2 separate regions of the Sus scrofa genome follow, and region 1 is linked to region 2. The links are chromatin contacts, called in public Hi-C maps. All regions are on one chromosome and are shown on one strand. Each heading gives the region's core, a stretch centred on a gene start, on an enhancer-like site or on the middle of the called end of the contact. The rest is flanking DNA. Distances are from core to core; before and after follow the strand shown.

What was found. Hi-C and Micro-C count contacts between places; a contact is called where the count stands out from the background.
Region 1: a contact with region 2 is called in a Hi-C map of liver, with 2.3 times the contacts expected there. The contact joins the promoter of SERP2 here to the enhancer-like site in region 2. A contact is called at or near these places in 2 of 5 promoter capture datasets (fetal liver and liver), 13 of 47 Hi-C or Micro-C datasets (alveolar macrophages, embryonic fibroblasts, epiblast stem cells and 8 more) and 1 of 2 datasets of contacts at active chromatin or transcription factors (skeletal muscle).

What each region holds. Positions count from the first base shown.
Region 1 is chr11:22,696,719-22,703,126 of Sscrofa11.1, forward strand. It overlaps SERP2 (stress-associated endoplasmic reticulum protein 2), which reads right to left and starts at 4,177. Exons shown (of 4, transcript XR_002336679.1): 1 at 3,515-4,177.
Region 2 is chr11:22,643,045-22,648,704 of Sscrofa11.1, forward strand. The region is part of intron 2 of LOC110255816 (a long non-coding RNA gene); the gene reads right to left. Among named protein-coding and RNA genes, the nearest start is that of SERP2, 55 kb to the right of the region's middle. Within about 2 kb of position 2,392, at least 10 of the 83 cell types and tissues checked have an H3K27ac peak or open chromatin away from gene starts, as enhancers often do. A contact at or near this core is called in liver, where this site is marked.

The sequences.
Region 1 (6,408 bases), core at 2,927-5,426, 55 kb after region 2:
AGGGCTGCACTCACTGCATATGGAGATTCCCAGGCTCAGGGCTGAATCGAGCTGTAGCCACCAGCCTACACCACAGCCATAGCAATGCCAGATCCTTAATCCACTGAGCGACGCCAGGGATCGAACCTGCATCCTCATGGATGCTAGTCAGATTCGTTTCCGCTGAGCCACAATGGGAACTCCAGTGAACCAATATTCTGTGAGGACTTTCAGAGCCCAAGAACACCTCAGCCGGTCATAAGACCAGTGTATCCTTTTTTGAAGGCTCTGAGTCATTCTTTTTTGGAAGTGGTGCCCAGCACAAATCTGTTCGGACAATGCACCTAAGCCTGAATCTATTGCTGGGAAAGGTGAGAAAAGAGCAGAATCCTGCAAATGACATGGTTCATTTCCAGCAGGAGTTTGCTATTCCCTGGGCTCCAAAAGGTCAGGGGATGGCTTTCTTGGAAATAAGCTCCCAGCAGGATAACTCTGAACTCTGAAATAAATTTATTTATTTAGCTTTTATTTATTTATTTATCTATTACCTTCAAGAAGAGACCAGTCTACACTGACAGTTCCTAAGGTCCAAAGGTCTTTCTTTCTTTCTTTCTTTTTTTTTTTTTTTCCTTTTTACGGTTGTACCTGCGGCATATGGAAGTTCACAGGCTAGGGGTTGAATCAGAGCTGCAGCTGAGGTTTATGCTACAGCCACAGCCACACAAGATCCAAGCTGCATCTTTGACCTAAGTTGCAGCTTGCAGCACCACCAGATACTTAACCCACTGGGAGAGGCCAGGGATCGGAACTGCATCCTCATGGACACTATGTCAGGTTCTTAGCCCACTAAACCACCACGGGAACTCCAGAACTCTGAAATTTAAATTGCCCCTTCATTCTGGAGAAGTTACTCCTGTATAATCATGAAATGATTCGTCTCGTTCTCCATTTCTTGGATTTTTCTGTTATCTGGAAGAACAATATTGATTCACTCCAAGGCTGTAAGCTAATCAGGAAATACCGAAGCATTTGCATACAATTAAAATGAATTCGTTTCTGAATGCTTAGTCTAAATTTTCAGGTAGACTCTCTTCATATGTCTGCATTTATTGAATTTCATTCTGAACAAGTTACCCCTTGCAAATGACTTCTTTCAAAGTATAACCATGTTTGATCTGTGATCAGGAAAAGGAGATTTAGGATTTAAACTGTTCCTTTTTGAAAGAGAATTTCATTTTTCTTTTTGGATGCTGATCCATTTACAATAAAGTTAATCCCGAAGCCTTTCTAACCAAGGGAAACTAAACATACAGTGTGGCATGGTTTGGAGACCTTTCATTACAAAGTTAGTGGAAACATTTAAAAACCCTCCGAGGCGCCAGGCACTTTTGAAGAGCCCACTCCATGGAATATCAGAACTCATTAAAATCCACTCATACCATACATTAAACGCAATTTGAAAGTATCTTTGAGAGTTGAGTTGAGTTGAACTGCGGTTGAGTTGACTTCATTATCTAGACATTTAAACAGCTTTTGCTCCAATTTTTCCATTTTCTTCTCTTATTTTGGAACCAATATTTTTTGTTTCAGGCCCCAACCATTTTCTAGTGGTCTTGAAAACCTGCAGGTGACAGAAACTGATTTTGCCAAGCCCAGTGGGCAAAACAGCTCGGCAAATAGTTTCCATTTGGTTGTTATTTTTGCAGTCAGTTAAGTCACCTACTGAGTTCATTTAACAACTGAACTCTGGTTTTTTTAGTTCATTAAAAAGAACCTCAGAATTAGAAGTTTTTGGAAATTAGCTAGTCTGTATGATATCCTGGGCATAGCTGATTCTCCATAGCACTTAGGGATACAAACCCTGACTGCTTTCATATTTATTAAAAATTGGTTTTTAGCATTAATCTGGGCAGCAAGTTTTTTTTTTTTTCTGAGTAAAAATAGGGAAAACACAAATCTGTGTGAAATGTGGTGCTAATTCAATGGATATTGGCATTTTGTTGCTCAGTCTCAACTAAACACTCTCTCAAATGAGAGAATTTCCAGCACAACTTAAGCATGGAGCTGTGTATATAGAGCCATTTTTTTTTTTTTTTTTTTTGTCTTTGTCCTTTTAGGGCTGCACCAGCGGCATATGGAGGTTCCTAGGCTAGGGTTCTAGTCGGAGCTGTTGCTGCCAGCCTACACCAGAGCCACAGCAATGCCAGATCCGAGCCCCGTCTGTGATCCACACCACAGCTCACGGCAACACCGGATCCTTAACCCACTGAGCAAGGCCAGGGATCGAACCCGCAACCTCATGGTTCCTAGTCAGATTCGTTTCCACTGCGCCGCGATGGGAACTTCTAGATCCAAATTTGATCCTACAGTTAGTTTCCCTGCCATAGTACTGCTTGGTTCTGCTAGAATTCTGGGATGGTGATTGCAGATCCAGCTTTTTGCTCAGTTAATCAAACCGGCATCATGTCCGTGGCTAAAAACAATTGCCTCATCAGGTCTGCAAGCTTTTCCAACCAAATCCCAGGCTTCAGCTGAACTTCCACTGAAGTGTCTGGGATAACAGATTCCAGGAGACTTGCTCATACTCTTGGAGGCCAACACTACCCAACAACTCATTCGAGGCCTGCCTTTGAAATGTCCAGAATTCTGGATTTTCTGTGGACGATCATTTTTGCTAAAAAACAAAAACAAAAACACAAAAGCAAAACAACAACCAAACCAAGCCAAACGCACACAAATATACCTCTGTCCAAGGCACAGATTTTACTTAAAAGTTATTATAAAGCTTGAATCTACAGCTGGGGAGGCCTTGGATGCTGGCAACAAACTAGTCTCTAAAGTTCTCGATCATCCCCTCGGGAGGACTTCACGGCGTGACCAAGAGGAATGTAGCTTTTAAACTTTAGCCCAGTGGTGAGAGGCCTCACTGAAGAAGAGGCAAAAGTGGAGGATCAAGGAATAAGCCTGAATCTCATTCCCATTCCTGATTTATACCGGGAGACCACTACAAAGGCTCTGGAAAGAAAACCTTATTATAGTGTGCTTGTTGGGGATGGTGGGGAGGGGTATGAAGCCTGGGAAGGAATATGGCAAATGGCCTCCCTTTAATCATTCATTCATTCATTCATTCATCCATTCATTCAAGTATCCGATCCAGCACCTTCTAGGTTTCAGGCCCCTGTGTCAAGCAATTGGCTTAATTGTTCCCTTAAGGATGTGACTTTCCATCTTTCCCAGAGGCGTAGGCCGGATCCTCTGGGGGGGGGGGGGACCCTTCTGCGCCTCCTTGGGACCCCAAGCAGCCACTCTCAGAGGGGCCACGGCCAACCAGGACCCTCTCCGCGCACAGAGAGCACAAGCCGGAGCTGCCTGAGCGGCCTCACCGGAACCCCCACCTCGCTCGACCTCCGGGGAAAGGGGGCCCCTGGGCCCGGAGGAGGGGGAGGCCGGTCTTGCGCCCGCCCGAGGCCCTGAGCCCGCCCCGCCCCGCCCTGCCCTGGCCCCGGCCGCCGGGTCAGCGCCGCCCCCGCCTTACCAGGGTTTTGGCTACGTTCCCCCTCTGGGTGATGTTTTTGCTGTGCTTCTCGTTAGCCATCCGGATCCGCTGTTTGGCCACCATGGCTCGGGCGCTAGGAAATGTTCTCGACTCCCACTGCAAGGATTCCCCCGCGTGAGCCCCGGACGCGGCCGAGCGCGTCCCGCTCGCCCCGGGCGCTGCAGGTGGCAAGGCGCGGCCCCTGAGCCCCGCGCACCCCGCTCCCCAGCCCCCAACGAGCCAGCTCCAGAGAGAGGCCAGAGCCCGGACGGAAGTAATCTTTCATCTCAGGAAACCCTCTCCTACTTCCTCGCCATCCTTCCGGTCCCCCCAGCTACCTAACCGGCGCGGCCCCGTGGCAGGCGCTGCGGCGCGTTCTCCCTGCACCGGCGGCCGGAGCGCAGCGCGCCGAGGCGCTCGGGCCCGGGGCCCCGGACGTGTCCGGATCCAGCGGCCGAACGCAGCGGGGCCGAGGGTTCCGGCGGCCCCGGGCTTTGTGCGTGCGGGCTTCTCGGCCTGGGGCCCACCGAGGCCTGGGGAAGGGATTGGGGCGGCCGCCCTCCGAGCCGGGTCGCGCCGTCTGCCCGCACCGCTGCCCGGTGGCTGAGGGCTGGGCTGGAGGCGGCGGTCCGGGGGTCCTCAAAAGACAAGTTGAACAAGGGCAGGCCTGGGCCCGCCCTGGGGTAGGGCCTGCGCAAGGAAGGCCACGGCGGCGGGAGATTTCCCAAGCGCTGCACAGAGGGCTGGGTCTCCCCAGGGATGGAGATGAAGGCGTGAGGAGGATGGAGTGGGGATGGGCCTTGCTGCCCGGGTCCGTGCGGGGGTTACACGGAAGACGGGCCAGCGCCACATCTGAGTGAACAGTGGAGGAAGGCCTTGCGCCTGCGGCCCCTGTGGCATTTGGTATCACTGCCCCGAGGTGGGGAGCTTTGACCAGCTTTGGCTCCCCACCCACCTGGGGCGCCTGGGACCTCCTCCAGCCACCCTTGTCCCGAGGAGTATGAGCTGGGAGTTGCCCTGGGCGACAGGGATAAAAACAGATGTTTCCCTGACTCGCAAACATTGGTACCAGGCCCTACAGATTGTCTAGTGTGGGGGCAGGAGAAAAAGAAGTTCACCCTCACTTTTCCATGTGCTGAATGGATGGGAGTGAACTCTTAGAAGCGCAGGAGGGGAGTTCCCGTGGTGGCTCAGTGGTTAAGGAATCTGACTATAAGCCATGAGGTTGTGGGTTCGATCCCTGGCCTCGCTCAGTAAGTTAAGGATCCAGCGTTGTCGTGAGCTGTGATGTAGGCTCAGATCCCATGTTGCTGTGGCTCTGGCATAGGCCGGCAGCTACGGCTCTGATTAGACCCCTGGCCCAGGAACCTCCATAGGCCGAGGGTGCAGCCATAGAAAAGACCAAAACAAAACAAAACGAAAAAACAGGAGGGCTAAGAAGAAAAGAGGAAACTTTAGCCTGGAAGATTTGGAGCCATGGGAAGGATGCTGGGACTTAGACCAGCTTTGGCTAATTCACCCTGGTGGTCCTTCCTGGGTCTATCAAGGCGTCTGTGGCATCTGCAGAATATTATGGGGTGTGTCAATGAGGGAGCACTCCTTTTCTCTTTTGAGGGTCCTTTTTTTCCCCCATTGTTGGCTGCCCTGTGGCACATGGAGCTCCTGGGCCAGGAATGGGGTCCAAGCCACAGTTGAGACCTAAGCCAGAGATGCAACAACACAGGATTCTTAATTCGTTGAGCCGAGCCGGGAATCGAACTTGCATCCCAGTGCTTCCAAGATACCTCTGAACCTCTTGCGCCACATGAGGAACTCCTGGGGGTCCTTTATTTTACCAAGCTCATCCTCATGCCCCTCCCACTTCTTGTCATTCGAACTGTCATATAGACTGGGGCTGCTTTGGGTAACCCAGAAGTCAGAAGCTAATGAATAAATCTGGTCATCATTAATAAAGTCCGATTATTCTTTTTCTAAAGGTCAGTTAAGTTTCCAAAGTAGTTTCCACCGGCTTAACCATTACCACCACCACCACCAGCATTATTACAGGACCAGAAACCAAGAAAGCCCAACTTCAGTGCCAGACTTTTTTTTTTTTTTTTTCTTTTTTGGCCACCCTGTGGCATATGGAATTCGCAGGCCAGGGATCAGATCCGAGCCACAGGTGTGACCTAAGCCACAGCTGTGGCCATGCCGGATCCTTAACTCACTGTGCCGGGCTGGGGATAGGACCTGGGTCCTGGCACTTCCAAGATGCCACCAATCCCACTGAGCTGCAGTGGGAACTCCTAGTGCCAGGCTTTTAATAACAGGGGCCCCCAAAAAAGAAAGAAAAAAAGAAAGAAAAAAAATGAACAGTGGCCACATGTTGGGAAGGGGAGAGAGGACCATCCCCTGCCACAGTGACACTTTTTGAGCCTGGCTGTGGCGTGAGGCCCAGAATGATCCCTCAGATCTCGTCCAGATACCTGGACAGGAGGCAGAAGGGAGGTCCCTGCCTGAGCTGAGCACAAACCTGGCTCTGAGGAACATTAAGGAAAAGATACGGACAGAGATGGTTTTTTCATTCGAGGGTACAAGCAGAGAAGCATTCCTCTGGGTCAGAAACCTGCCTTCCCACAGGTTCAGAGGAGCTGCCTTGTTCAGGAAAACATTATTGTTATTGTTGTTGTTTTTCTTGGCTGTACTCACTGCATGAGGAAGTTCCTGGGCCGGGGATCGAACCCAAGCCGCAGGAGTGACAAGGCTGAATCCTTAACTGCCAGACCAGCAGGGAATTTGGGAAAAATTGTTTTTTGACTCTGGACTCCCACTTGATACTGGCCAATTTTCCTCTTTTTTTCTTGCTAGGCTTCACTTTACAATATTTTAAATTAGTTTAATTACAGACTTTGTAC
Region 2 (5,660 bases), core at 1,142-3,641:
AAAACGTTGAAACCTTCAAACAACCCTCAGACTCTTACATGGAGGATACCGGGCAAGGAAACCTTCCAGAGGCAGGAGGCTGGAGCTTTGGAGAATAGTGGGCCAGGGATTTCTTCCCACAGAGCAAAGGAGTCAGCTAAGTTCAGAGTCACCATCTGGTGATCCCTGGGCCATATCCAGCTCTGCTGACCAGAGCTGGTCTCTGACGTGTTGTCACAGAGAGTTTGGGCCACACCCACACCCCCACACCGGTGGCTTAAATCATTTTAACTCTTTTTTTTTTTTTTTTTTCCCTTTTGCTATTTCTTGGGCCGCTCCCTCGGCACATGGAGGTTCCCAGGCTAGGGGTTGAATCCGAGCTGTAGTCACTGAGCCACAGCAACGCGGGATCCGAGCCGCGTGTGCAACCTACACCACAGCTCACGGCAACGCTGGATCGTTAACCCACTGAGCAAGGGCAGGGACCGAACCCGCAACCTCATGGTTCCTAGTCGGATTCGTTAACCACTGCGCCACGGCGGGAACTCCTTTGACTCTGTTTTTAAGTTTCACGTCATTTGAACTCTTAAGGAAGAAAAGAACTAGAACCTGTTCTGTTATCTCTCGGATGTTCTTTTGCTTCATAGATCCAAGCTGTGGGAAAGGAGCTGAATTGCGCTTTTTCATTCATCGATGTGAAATGATTGAACTTGGCCTCAGCATGAAGATCTGCAGCCTTTTTTTGGGGGGGGGGAGAATGGAACCTGTTTGTCATTACTGTCATTGCCTGTGTCATAGCTGACTGTGTGCCAAGCACTTGAAATACAGTACCTCCTATGTTCTTCGTGCCAGCCCTGTGAGGAAGGTACCACCCCATATCAGGGTCAAGTGTAAAAGAGCTGATAAGTGTGATGCAAACCAGGTCTGTCTGACACCAAGGTCAAAGCTTGTAGCCACCATCTTGGCCTCTTCCAAAGCCAGGCAGCCCCAGCCCCCCATGGAGCACATCTGGGGCCCGGTACTGCCCAGGGGCTCCCCCAGTGCTGGCATTCTGTCCCACCCCCCATGTGTACCCGGAGAGGGGTGCATGTGGCAGTGCTGGTCAGGGCTGGCCTGTGGATCCTATTTCCTCAAAAAACAGTGGTAGATAACAGCCTGCCCCCAAGTCTCCCAGGCCTGTCAATCTACTTGGCTAGCAGGGTTCAGTGGCCTTGTGTGTCCTTATAAGGGAATTTCACACTACGAAGGGAAGAGTAGGTATGCACAGAGTCAGGGAGGGTTTGCAGGTGAGTGTACAATACGAAGGCAAGTAGCCCCCCTTCCTCCTGTCCAGCATGGCACCAGCATGGCACCAGATAGACCACAGCATCCATGAGTGAGACAGCTACCTTTCTTATGCCAATATCCCTGCCACTTGACTCCGAAAAGCCATCCCTTGAGAATAATATGATTTTAGAGAGGGGGCCACTCTTCATTCATTCATAAAATCCACCATATTTATTAAGCACCCACAATGTGCCAACCATTGGGAGCCCCCCTATGTCCTGTGGGCAAAACACTGAAAACATTTCTGCCTTTGAGGTGCCCCAGTCCAGTGGCAGAGGCAGACGATATTAAGAATTTTGGGAGTTCCTGTTGTGGCTCAGTGGTAACAAACCCAACTAATATCCATGAGGATGTGGATTCCATCCCTGGCTTCTCCCAGCGGGTTAAGGATCCAGTGTTGCAGGTTGGGGATGTGGCTCAGATCCCCAGTTGCTGTGGCTATGGTGTAGGCAGGTTGTTACAGCTCTGATTCGACCCCTCGCCTGGGAACCTCCATGTGCCGCAGGTGCAGCCCCATAAAGACCAAACAAACAAACAAACAAACAAAAAAAAACAAAAAAAAAAACCCCACCAATTATTCTAGGAGTTCCTCCTGTGGCTCAGTGAGTTAAGAACCTGACTGGGTCACTGCATAGGCACAGGTTTGATCCCCAGCCAGGTGCAGTGCGTTAAAGGATCTGGCATTGCTGCAGCTTCAGCATAGGTTGCAGCTGTGGATTGGACTCAATCCCTGGCCCAGGAACTTCCACATGCCATGGGTGTGGCCATAAAAAAAAACAAGAGAATTATTATGATATGAAAGACGATATCTTTCAATATCATCATACACTGAAGTGTCGTGGAGCAAAGCAGCGTGGAGAATTCATTTTGTCTGGGAGGTGGGGAACTGAAGGCGGAAGAGTCACGGCTCCGAGGAGATATTTGGTCTTGATCCACGTTTGTTTTGAGATAAGGTGTTGGAACACTGCTGCTGGCTGCCCAGCATTCATTCTTCATCCTTCCTCTGGGAAACCCCAAGGCGGCAACCGAAATGGCCCTGCTTGACAGCTGTCCCTCCCCCGGCCAGGGTGATGCAGCCTAGTTTAGTCAGAGTGAACTTTAGCCCTCAAAGGAAGCAGAATCTTGCCCCGGGCTCTCTCTGCTGGGCTCAGCAGTGTGCACATGAAATGCTTGCAGTGCCACAGCCATGAGCAGAAAGCTTAGGGCGCCTGCAGGAACCACCGAGTGGGTCCAGACAATGAGACAGCCTAAAGAAGGCCGGGCCGAGACGAGAATCTTTGTGACATCAGTTGAACCCTGCATTCAACTAGATTTAGAGACAGATCTACCCCTGAACATGACTCTTTCCTCTGAAGCTGGTTTCACTTTTGTTTTTTCTTTTTTGGCTGCACCCATGGCATGCGGAAGTTCCCGGGCCAGGGTTCGAACCCAAGCCACAGCAGTGACCCAAGCCACGGCAGTGGCAACACCAGATCCTTAACCCTCCGAGCCGTGAGAGAATTCCTGAAGCTGGTTTAATTTAGGTTTTCCTGTGGCTGGCAAACTAGTGGATCCTTCACTAATACAAACTTTTCCCCTGTTTCCTTGTCGAAAGATACTGTTTATTGTTTTTTAAAGGAATAATTATTGTTGCCTATTTTGAATTTTGGATGAAATAATTATTGCTGTATACTTTTTATATTATATTATATTTTATTTTATATTTTGCTTTTTAAGACTGCACCTGCAGGATATGGAAATTCCCAGGCTCGGGGTCCAATTGAAGCTGTAGCTGTAGGCCTACACCACAGCCAGAGCAAAGCGGGATCCGAGCCACATCTGTGACCTACACCACAGCTCACGGCAGAACTGGATCCTTAACCCACTGAATGGGACCAGGGATCAAACCTGAGTCCTCATGGATACTAGTCGGGTTCGTTAACTAGTCGGGTTCCTGAGCCATGATGGGAACACTTTGCAGGGCACTTTGGCAATAGTATCTGAAACCCTAACTACGTGCATATACTTTTTTTTTTTTTTTTTTTTTTGTCTTTTTACCTTTTAGGGCTGCACCCAGGGCATATGGAGGTTCCCAGGCTAGGGGTCTAATTGGAGCTACAGCTGCCAGCCCACACCACAGCCACAGCAATGCCAGATCCGAGCCACATCTGTGACCTACACCACAGCTCATGGCAACGCTGGATCTTAACCCACCGAGCAAGGCCATGGATTGAACCAGAAACCTCATGGTTCCTCGTCAGATTCATTTCCGCTGAGCCACGACAGGAACTCCCCATGCATATACTTTAATCCAGCAATCCCTCCGCTAAAAATTTTTTCTTAAGAAAATGAGTATATTCTTTTTATAAATATATGTAGGAGTTCTCGTCGTGGTGCAGTGCGTTAGGAATCTGAGGGGCTGGGATCACTGTGGAGGCTCAGGTTCGATCCTGAGTTAAAGGATCAGGCATTGCCACTGCTGCGGCATAGGTTGAAGTTGTGGCTGGAATTGAATCCCTGGCCAGGGAACTTCCACATGCCTCGGATGCAGCCATTAAAAAAAAGAAAAAAAAAGATATGTAAAAATGTTTATCAGTGTCTTACACAATAGCAAAATTAAACATCTTACGCAATAGCAAAATTAAAAATCAATCAAAAACAGAAAACAGAAACCAGAAGTACTCATTCCCAATGTATTGCCAAGAGGGCAAAACCAAATGTCGCTGGAACCAAAAGAGTATGGCAGATGGGGGAGTTCCCATCATGGCTCGACAGTAATGAACCTGACTAGCCATGAGGATGTGGGTTCGATCCCTGGCCTCGCTTAGTGGGTTAAGGATTCATGAGCTGTGGTGTAGGTCAAAGATGTGGCTTGGATCTGGCATTGCTGTGGCTGTGACGTAGGCCAGCAGCTGCAGTTCTGATTCAACCCCTAGCCAGGAACTTCCATATGCTGAGGGTGCAGCCCTAAAAAGACAAAAAAGAAAAAAAAAAAAAAGAAAAAGAAAAGAGTATGGCAGTTGGGTGGCAGTTGGGAGCGCTGAGACACAGATTCATGGAAAGTGCCAGAAATACTCAGGATAACAGTTGTCATCCTTGCATGTGGGATTACCATGGCTCTCTTTTCTCTGTGTGCTCTGCTTGGGTTCCTCAAGCTCTTGTAGGGGGCGTTTCGTATGTGATTCAGCTAAAGACACCCATTTTCCAGGACACATATGGTGAAATTTATGTCTGATAGAAGGACCACCATGTGTCACAAAAAGCATTTCTCCATGAAATGAGAGCTCAGCTCAAAACCTCCTAACAGTAAGAATTCAATGAGGACAATTTTTTTTTTTTGTCTTTCTGTCTCTTTAAGGCCGCACCTGCAGCATATGGAGGTTCCCAGGCTAGGGGTCGAATCGGAGCTCTAGCCACCGGCCTACACCACAGCCACAGCAACATGGCATCCACTCTGTGTCTGCGACCTACACCATAGCTCGCGGTGATGCTGGCTCCTTAACCCCCTGATCGAGGCCAGGGATCGAACCCACATCCTCACGGATACTAGTTGGGTTCTTAACCCGCTGAGCTCCAAGGAGAACTCCTGGTTTTGGTTTTGAGTCAGTTCTGGGACAGCCTGGCAGGGAGCTTGGGTTTGCAGGAATTTGCAGCTTGGGAGAGAGGAGGGTGCTGGACCAGGGCTGAGCTTTACACAGTCCTCTCCTGGTAAACAGGACCTGCTGCAGAGCCAGGCAGCTGGGGGGCCGCCAATGCTATCACCTGTGACCTTGGGCAAGGCCTAGTGTTCTCCTCTGTCCGCTGGATCGGGCTTGTGGTGTGGGTGTGATGACATAACCTACATATTGTGCACAGACGTGCCAAGTGTGTTAGCTACTGTCTAGAACTGTTTGGGACTCTCGGGTTTTAAGTGGTGGTTGAATCCTCATGAATAGATGAAACGACCGGGGGGAGAGAGAGTTGCGAGGGACCACGAGGGGCCGGAGATGGCTGTGACCCTGAGCACGTATGGGTGTTTTTTCACTCTGCCCCATTTCCGAGCCTCTGAGTCAGAATAATGGCCAGAACAAATCACAGGGCTGTGGTTTAAAATCTTTTCAAAACACGTTCTCATCAGACCTTCTAAATATATCAAACCACTTAGTTTTATGAGCAAGCCAAATTAAACCTTTAATCTTTATGTTTCGAAAAGGACAAAGTGATGCCATAACTGCCACGCTAGACATTTTTAAGGTACGTGGGAACCACAGTTGATTCCGAACTTGCTGTTAACCAGCTGTGTGACCCTGGGGAGTCACTCGGTCTCTCTGAGCCTGAGTTAATTCACCATAAAATGAGTTGCTCAGATTAGAATAATTGCTCAGGTTTCTCCTAGT